Regions from separate parts of the Mus musculus genome. Here all the other regions are linked to region 2. Evidence: chromatin contacts called from public Hi-C data. All regions are on one chromosome and are shown on one strand. The core of a region is the stretch at or near the end of the contact, and the rest is flanking DNA. Distances in the headings are between cores, read along the strand shown. Region 1 overlaps Vwa8 (von Willebrand factor A domain containing 8). Region 2 overlaps Dgkh (diacylglycerol kinase, eta). Region 3 overlaps Vwa8 (von Willebrand factor A domain containing 8).

Region 1 (2,938 bases), core at 294-2,793, 390 kb before region 2:
TCTCGGTAGACGTGAACACATCTCCAGGACCCTCCTCTTCCTGGGGCAGGTCCTGTCCTCTCTGGCTTTCAGTGAAACTTGCCTGAGTGCTGAGACCTTGCCTTCCCTGCTCCCTTACTGTACGTCGGAGGAGGAGGAGAACCCAGTCCTGGGACCCATCCTAATGGCCTCACAGTGCAGTAACAATCTCTCAGGAATTTTTTTTCAAGAAAGGAAATAAACCTAAGCATTGGACTTATGAACTGGAATATATGCAATAGGGATTTAAAATAGAGAAAGCTAGAAAAGATTAAATATCTTCAAAGATTTCAAAGAAGCTGGTTTTTAAACTTGATCTGATTCATGACTTTCTTTGCTCTGTAAAACTCTAAAAACTTCACGAACCCGCTTCCACGTTGGACATGGAATTTGGGGAAACCTAAACCCGTGTTCCCTGGGGCCATGATCACTTCTAATGGCTACAGAACAAACTCTGTTTTATTCTATTTAAGATGAGACCTTGACACACCTAAAGTTGCATCGTTTTCTGACTCTCTATTAAGAACCTACAGTAGACATACTCTTTAGAATAACATCTAGCCCAAGAAGTCTTGTTTACTGGTATTTGAATATTTCTAAAATGGTGGTGAGAGCAAGAAGCTTTTCCTTCTACAATTATAAAAACAAGGGCAGAGGAGACAAGTCTGTGGGAACAGTGTTTGATCAGCAAGTACAAGGAGCAGAGCTTGGGTCCCCAGAATCATAAAAGCCATAAAAGCCTAGCATGGTGGCTACCTGGACTTCCAGCATTTTTGAGGTAGAACTGGGATTTGCCAGGCAATCTAGTGAGCTAGACCAGATGAGCCTGTGTGCTCTGGGCACATGTGAGAGAGCCTGCTTCACTATATAAGGCAGAGTGAGGCCCATAGGGACAGTAGACATCATCCTGTGACCTTGACACATACATAAACATGAAAATAATTGAAAAAGAAAGCATAAAAGCAAGTTAAAAATTTACCAGGTCTTTGTTCTAGGTTAAATTCTTTTTGGGTAGCTTTTAATAGAGAAAATGTTTCTTGCATGATAAATACATACAACTCTGTCATAAATCCTTAGCTCTTAAGCCATCTGCTACTAAAGGAAGTCCTAAAGTAAAGTGTCCCCCCTTAAAAATAAAGAATGAGCAGATGATTACACAGAGAATTCACTGTAATTTCCATTTCCCTTCCTCTTCTAGGTTCAAAACCAAACCAAACCAAACCAAACCAAACAAACAAACAAAAAAAAAAAAACCTACATCTTCCTAACTGGGCATACATGACCTGAGCACTGTCCTGCTAAGTTACACACACACACACACACACACACACACACTCACACACTCACACACACACACACAACTTTTATTTCCTAGCACATGTGTCCACAGCCAAAGTGCACTGCCCCGTGGGCTGAGAATGGCTTCCACCAACACTTGGCAGCCTGAAGGAACTCTGTGGCTCCATCCTTTTAGATGTTAATGGGTTCCTTCTGTAAATGACTAATGATATATTCTGCCTGTGCTTAAAAATAGAAACTCACGTCACACATGAGTACAAGAAACTGTGGCTTTGGCACTGCTTGAGCTGGGGGCAGGGTAGAGGAGCAACTGAGCCATTTTCTTGTGTTTGTATCTGACTGGGAGAAGAGTGACCTTCAGATGGCCCCCATGCCCAAGTCTGAAACACTAAAGGCTAAGCAGATGGACTGAAGGAACCCTTGGGAACAGGGGCAGGGCAAGGCCGTTATTTTTAGTTTTCCTGTCCTCACTTAAGATTTTATTTTAGTAAGGAATTTTTGAACAACTTTCCAACTAACCAGGAGGATGCATCTACAGCAAAACTTTATTTTAAAATGATAAGGGACAGATTTATTTGTGGCTGCACTGTGTCCCTTTCAACTCTGTCTTCAGTTCTTCCAGAATCAGGAAGAAGGACTCGAGGGCAGCCCACATTTTTATACCACTAGTTAAACTGCTCCATTTGCCCCACCCCACCCCCACCCTGACCCCAGACTGAGTTTCTCTGTGTAGCCCTGGCTGTCTTGGAGCTTGCTCTGCAGACCAGGCTGGCCTCGAAATCAGAGATCCACCTGCCTCTACCTCTCGTGTGCTGGGATTAAAGGTGTGCATCACCACGGCTCAGCCTGGCTGCACCATTTTCTAAAACAGTCAACTGGAACAACCTGTGTGAAGAGGGAGAGGAGAGGCAGCGGAAAGATACCTCAGATGTCACTCAGGATGCAGAAGTCAGACAGGGTCTGAGAATGCCTCCGGGCCAGGCACAGGCTGTGCCAGTCAAGTACAGCTCTACAATGAAAACCTTATTTCCTTGATGAAAATCACTGAACAAAACAATTAGTCTACAAAAAAAATTAGTCTACAATGTTGCCAAACAATTGGGTCTTTTGTGAAATAAAACAGGAGCTGAGCATCTAAAAACTAATAGTTTTACAGAATTTGTATGTGTAAATTTCTGTTAATGTGACAAGCTGAAAATCTGGGGAACTGTTTGAATAAATACTTCCACTTCTGAGTCTCATCCAAATTTGGTTAGCTTATTAAATTTAAATTCCCCCTGACAGGTGCTGTCTCTGGTGGATTCTCCTGGTTGTAAAGCTCTTATGTGGGATAAGGATCTGAACTCAGGACTTCATGCTTTCCATCCGTTTGTTTGAGGTAGGGTCTCACTGAGATGCTCTGGGGGCTGTCCTGGAACTCCCTCCACATGCCTGTTCTGTTAGGAAGTCCTGCCAGCTATCCCGTCAAAATGCACCTAGGGTCAATCACTTATGACCTTCACCCTCCTCCAGGCTATCAATATTTTTTGGAGGGCTCACTGTAAGAAGGTCTGAACTGGCCCCTTCAGTTCTGCCTCATTACTACTCCCTGATAACACAGAGTAACTGAAGAGACCCCTTT
Region 2 (2,732 bases), core at 173-2,672:
AAAGAAGCTGCTGTCTCTCTACTGTAGTGGATGAAGTGCATTCGCGTGGTCCCCAGAACCTGTGATCCTCAGAGGTGGCAGAGGTACCCATCCGGCTACCCACACCATCCCCCGTCATCCCTCTCCCCATACCTTGAGCTTACATTTATTTAGTTGCTAGCATTACAGAGATTAATAAAACAGATTGGCATTTCACTATGTAGTTATTCTGTTTATTTGTTTGATCTTTTGAAACACAGTGTCACTACGTGGGTGGGGGCTCACCTCAGACTTGGAGCTGCCCTCCCAATCTGCTGGAATTAACATGTGCGCCTCCGTGTCTGGCTTCCTGCCGGTGTTTCAGCTGATCACTGGTCAGGGCATCTGTAAAAGCAGAAGATCTGTTTTTAATCAGTGCAGAGTTTTATTTTTGTTAAGTAGAATGAAATATTTTCAAGTAGACACCACTCTTGAAATGGGCATAGCCTGCCTGAGCCTTTGTCATTGAGCTGGAGAGTTATGATGCATGGGAACTGGAGCTGTATGGGTGTGTGTGTGTGTGTGTGTGTGTGTGGTGTGTTAGGACAGATAGACTTTCTGCCTCTGGTCAAAGTCTTGTAGGAAAGGTGTTGCAGGTTGTTGCCAGGGCCATGTGCATGCCGATCAAGTGTTCTACCATTGGCTTACCCTTGGTCTCACTTTCACCTCTTATGGATAGAAATTGTATAATAGAAGGCGAACTGTTTAACGCCTGCAAAAGCCTTTGAAACCAAGACCATGAGACTCCTCCTTCACGGTTGTTATGCTGACCAAAGGAGGAGAGTTAGAGTGAGCTTCAATCTTACTGTCTCTTTTGTACTTTTTTCTGGTTTAGGTCAAGTTGGTGACATTTGTTATGCGTGAGTATAAATTGGCTAGTAGTGTTTGACAGTGTACTAATCCCTCTGACTTGGCAAAACCCTTGGAGTATGAATTTTGAGCTGGCAGACTTGTGGTAGCCCCGCTGCTTCATAGCTCCTCACTGATCTAAAGGGAAAGAACTCAGTAACTAAAATATTTACTTCATCACCAAAGCATGTCTCCTGGGGCCAAGGACATCAATGAATAGGAGCTGTGTGTGTAAAAGTGCTATAAATCCCAGGTTCAGCTTCGCCAGTGTCACTGTGTTCCATGATTAACCTATAAAGAAAACACCTTCATTCTCTTAATTTGCAGATCTTCCCTTTGAAAGGGGACCTCTAGCTCATAACAGATATGTCCCCTAGTCAGTATTGCTGCTACCAGCATGTTTAGCCTACTTAAATGTTATTTATTAATGTCTACTGTTAGCTGTAACCACAAATTGAAATCTGAGTCTAGCGCAGATGGGGACTCTTTTAAGCCTCATGCTGTGACGGATGCTCATCTGTTGATCATGGTTACCATGGCGAGCACTGGCTGCTACCTGTTTCAGCCGCTTCCTCCTACTCTTTCCTATTTTTGGCCTCTCTTCATTTCACACAGTCCTCACCTCCACTCCGCCACCATTACCTCATTCCACCCTTGATTTCTGTGCTTTGAACCAAAACTTCCTATTTTTTTTGAAGGAACTAAATCTCTTGAGCAATTTTATACAATCCTAATTCTCATACACTAATAGTTTTTCCGCCCAAAGAGGCCACTTGAAATGCAGCTCCACTGTGCACGGTCACTGGCAACCCTCTGAGCGTGTCGGGCGGGGAATTCCAGGTCAGTGTTCATATCATGCCAAAAGCCCTTTGTAAATAAAGTTCTCAAAAGTTAGTGTATAATTAAAAAACAAAACAAAACAAAACCAATCAAGGCATCAAGACAGGGACTTAAAATAAATTACAAAATGTTCCTTGACCGGGACCAGGGAGATGCCTGAGTGGGCAAAGTGCTAGCTGTGCTGAGCTTGGATTCTCCAGCACCCACAGGTGGGACAAAAAGCCAAAATGAGGAATAGCTGTTCCCCGCCAGTGTTGGGGGATGGAGACAGGCAGATTCTGGGAGGTTTGCTGGTTATTTGGCAGAGATGAAATGAGAAGTTCCAAGATCAGTGAGAGACCCTTGCCCTAAAATAAAATGCAGGCACGCTCGTATGTACACACACACACACACACACACACACACACACACACACACACACACTGGCTGGCTGGCTGGCTGTGCTGCCCCCCCCCCCCAAGTTAAAGCACTATTCTTGTTTGCTGCCTGTGTAACAGCCTCTAGTACTGGATGGTTCAGCTAAGGCTGGAGAGATGGCTTAGCAGAGGAGAGTACTTACTCCTCTTCCGGAGGACCTGGGTTCAATTCCCAGCACCCACATGGCTTCTTTAACTCCAGATCCAGGGGATCTGATGCCCTCTTCTGGCCTCTCAGGGCACTGTATGCACGTGGTACACAGATAGGCATGCTGCTAAAACATGCACAGTATAAAAGAACATAAAAGACAGCGCAATTTTTGGTTGGACTAAGCAATGAGAGACCTACCTTTAAGTTTTGTGTGTGGATGCTTTGCTGTGTTGTTAGTCTCAGGACACCTTGCATGCCTGCCTTTGACTCGGTGACTGGTTGAAGGGAATCAGCCTGTAACACAGGGCTGGGAAGGAAAGAAACAGCACTGTTAGCAATCATGTTTTGTAAGAAAGCAGTAGAATTATTTTATACTTCCCATTTTCCCAGACATCTTACAACTCGTGAAGTTCAGCCTAATCACTCGTTATATTTGGCTCCGGGACTACAGAGCTCTA
Region 3 (2,708 bases), core at 131-2,630, 420 kb before region 2:
GGAGTTGACAATCATATTTAATCCAAGAGACCCCATTTCCCCTCACTCATTCCAATGCGATTCAAGTACATCTTCAAGGGGGAAAAATGTGCTGTTTATTGCAATGAGGAGGGCCCTCCTGTCAGTCAATCATTCATTCCCGGCAAGCACTTGACTTTTTAGAGTGGTCTAGAGGTGACACTTGGTACCCAACCACATCACCCCTGTGGCACTGGTATTTCCTGCTAGCCTCTCCTGTCAACAGGCCGCCTGCTCTTCTGAAAGCCTGCTGCAGACTTACTGCTCTGCTCATGCACAATGTGGCCATGCTGCAGCATCGTATTCACTAAGGGAAAGGCCATTCAGAAGTTAAGGAACACTGGAAAGCTCGTGAGACTCCTGTTTGCTGTTGCCAACACCGAGGAGCATCCCACAGCATCCTTGCTGACGATGCCGAGGATGGCTGGGTAGTCACTTGGCTCCTTAGAAACATTCACTCCTGTGGCCTAACAGGCTCAAACAGAGACCGGTGCCAGGTTTCGAAATCGGCTGGCACTTTTGGGTTTTAGTAGTTTTGGGGTGGCAGTATGGACCTCTAGGATAGTTGACTGAACACTGAGCACTGTTAATGTTCATGGACCATGCAGCTGGGTGGATTAAGAATTCAAAGAAGCTGGGTGGTGGTGGCACACGCCTTTAATCCCAGCGCTTGGGAGGCAGAGGCAGGCGGATTTCTGAGTTCGAGGCCAGCCTGGTCTACAGAGTGAGTTCCAGGACAGCCAGGGCTACACAGAGAAACCCTGTCTCGAAAAACAAAAACAAACAAACAAACAAACAAACAAAAAAAGAATTCAAAGAAAACCAAGCCATATCACCTTAGGCTAGTTCCTTAATCTTGCTGAGCCTCAACTTCTCACGTCTGTGAATGAAACACTTGGATTTCTTACTCCCAAACTGATACGGAAAGATGAAGTTGTTGGGGCTGGAGAGATGGCTCAGTGGTTAAGGACACTGACTGTTCTAGAGGTCCTGAGTTCAATTCTCAGCAACTACATAGTGGCTCACAGCCATCTGTAATGGGATCCAGTGCCCTCGTCTGGTGTCTGAAGACAGCAACAGTATGCTCATATACATTTAAAAAAACAAAAAACAAAAAACAAAAACAAAACAAACAAACCAAAACCCCAAAGCTGTAGTAAACCTCCTTAACAAAATTGCTTTTTAAAATGTAAGAGTATTAGAATATTCTTTTAAACTATGGGCGTGTGTGTGTGTGTGTGTGTGTGTGTGTGCGCGCGCGCGCGCACGCGCGCGTGCTCACACAGACCACAGTGAGCATCCTTGTGTGGCTGTCCGAGATTAATTAGTGGGAGTTGGTTCTTTCCTTCAAACATGTAGGAACAGGGACGGCACTCAGGTGGTCAGGCGTGGCAGGAAGGGACTTTACCCACTGTGCCTTGCTGGCAGCCCAGTATTAGGATAATTCTTAGTTAGCTTCACATTCTTCAAATAATAATGAATGCTAGGGCACTCTGCAGAAGTTATTAATTAATTTTATTTCCATATTTTAAAATGTGTTTCAGAATTTTTTACTTTTTTATTTTATGTATATGAGTGTTTGCTTGAATGTGTAGCACATACGTGCCTGTTGCCTGCAGAGACCAGAAGTGACCTTCCTGGCACTGGAACTATGCGTTGTTGTGACTCATCACATGGGTACGGAGACCCAAACCACAATCCTCTGTAAGAGTAGTAAGTGCTCTTAGTCACACAGCCATCTCTCCAGCCCCAAAGATCTTATTTTATTACTCATTTTAAATTATGAATTATGTGTGTATCTGAGTGTGTGAGTTACAGGGCCTGCAGAGGCCAGAGATAGTGTCAGGTCCCCTAGAGCTGGATTCATAGGCATTTGTGACCTGCTTGATGTGGCTGCTGCAACTGAACTCCAGTCTTCCGCAAGAGCAGCACACGCGCTAACTGCTGAGACATCTCTCTAGCCCCTTACTCTTTGAGAACAGTTGTTGTTGTCGTCTGCATAGGGCTGTCCAGTTGTTCCTCACTCTTGGTGATCCTCTTTCCTCCGTTAGAGTGCTTTCTTTGGCAGCCGGCTACTAATTGGTGCTATGTCTCCTGTCTATTTCTGGACTTTCTATTCTGTCTCATCGATTTGTTCTTTCATCCTTTTGCCAACACCGCAGTGAACCCTAAAGCTGGGTAACAGGATTTCCCAGCCTGATTCATCTTGAAAATGATTATTTGGGCTATGTTAATTCCTTGCCTTAACATAAACATTTTAGAATTGGCTTGTACTCAGCTGCTAGAAAAAAGTCCTGCTGGAAAACTGCTTAGAGCTGCATTAAATCTATAGGTCAGCCTTGAGATGAGAGTCTTTGTCATATCAAATCTGTCCGATGAGCTTGGTCTGCCTCTTTCTGTACTTGGTTTCCATCTCCTTCATTAGTGCTTTGCAGTGTTCACCATACATGACACACTAGTCTTGCTAAACTCTTACCTCAGTAGTTCATTCTCAAGAGGAGCTGCTTAGAAACTGTGTGTGTGTGTGAGTGTGCATGTGTGTGTATGTGTGTGCATGTGTATATGTATGTGTGTATGAGTGTGGTGTGTGTGTGTGTGTGTGTGAGTGTATGTGTGTATGCGTGTGTGTGGAAGTGCCTTCTTTACTGGGTGAGCCATCTTGTCAGCCCTTTCTTCACATTCTCACAGCA

The links. Hi-C and Micro-C count contacts between places; a contact is called where the count stands out from the background.
Region 1: a Hi-C map of bone marrow-derived macrophages shows a contact between it and region 2, with 21 read pairs. The contact joins two enhancer-like sites. A contact is called at or near these places in 1 of 15 datasets of contacts at CTCF or cohesin (the NIH/3T3 cell line), 2 of 484 Hi-C or Micro-C datasets (the P5424 cell line and bone marrow-derived macrophages), 1 of 115 datasets of contacts at active chromatin or transcription factors (embryonic basal ganglia) and 1 of 9 other capture datasets (embryonic stem cells).
Region 3: a Hi-C map of bone marrow-derived macrophages shows a contact between it and region 2, with 15 read pairs. The contact joins two enhancer-like sites. A contact is called at or near these places in 1 of 15 datasets of contacts at CTCF or cohesin (large pre-B cells), 1 of 484 Hi-C or Micro-C datasets (bone marrow-derived macrophages), 9 of 115 datasets of contacts at active chromatin or transcription factors (embryonic forebrain, embryonic stem cells, epiblast stem cells and 1 more) and 1 of 9 other capture datasets (embryonic stem cells).

The regions. Positions count from the first base shown.
Region 1 is chr14:79,088,271-79,091,208 of GRCm38.p6, reverse strand. All of the region lies in intron 29 of Vwa8 (von Willebrand factor A domain containing 8), which reads right to left. Among named protein-coding and RNA genes, the nearest start is that of Gm30970, 45 kb to the left of the region's middle. Within about 2 kb of position 1,543, at least 119 of the 459 cell types and tissues checked have an H3K27ac peak or open chromatin away from gene starts, as enhancers often do. A contact at or near this core is called in bone marrow-derived macrophages, where this site is marked.
Region 2 is chr14:78,698,076-78,700,807 of GRCm38.p6, reverse strand. All of the region lies in intron 2 of Dgkh (diacylglycerol kinase, eta), which reads left to right. Among named protein-coding and RNA genes, the nearest start is that of Dgkh, 33 kb to the left of the region's middle. Within about 2 kb of position 1,422, at least 45 of the 459 cell types and tissues checked have an H3K27ac peak or open chromatin away from gene starts, as enhancers often do. A contact at or near this core is called in bone marrow-derived macrophages, where this site is marked.
Region 3 is chr14:79,114,168-79,116,875 of GRCm38.p6, reverse strand. The region is part of intron 37 of Vwa8 (von Willebrand factor A domain containing 8); the gene reads right to left. The region is part of intron 1 of Gm30970 (a long non-coding RNA gene); the gene reads left to right. Among named protein-coding and RNA genes, the nearest start is that of Gm30970, 20 kb to the left of the region's middle. Within about 2 kb of position 1,380, at least 53 of the 459 cell types and tissues checked have an H3K27ac peak or open chromatin away from gene starts, as enhancers often do. A contact at or near this core is called in bone marrow-derived macrophages, where this site is marked.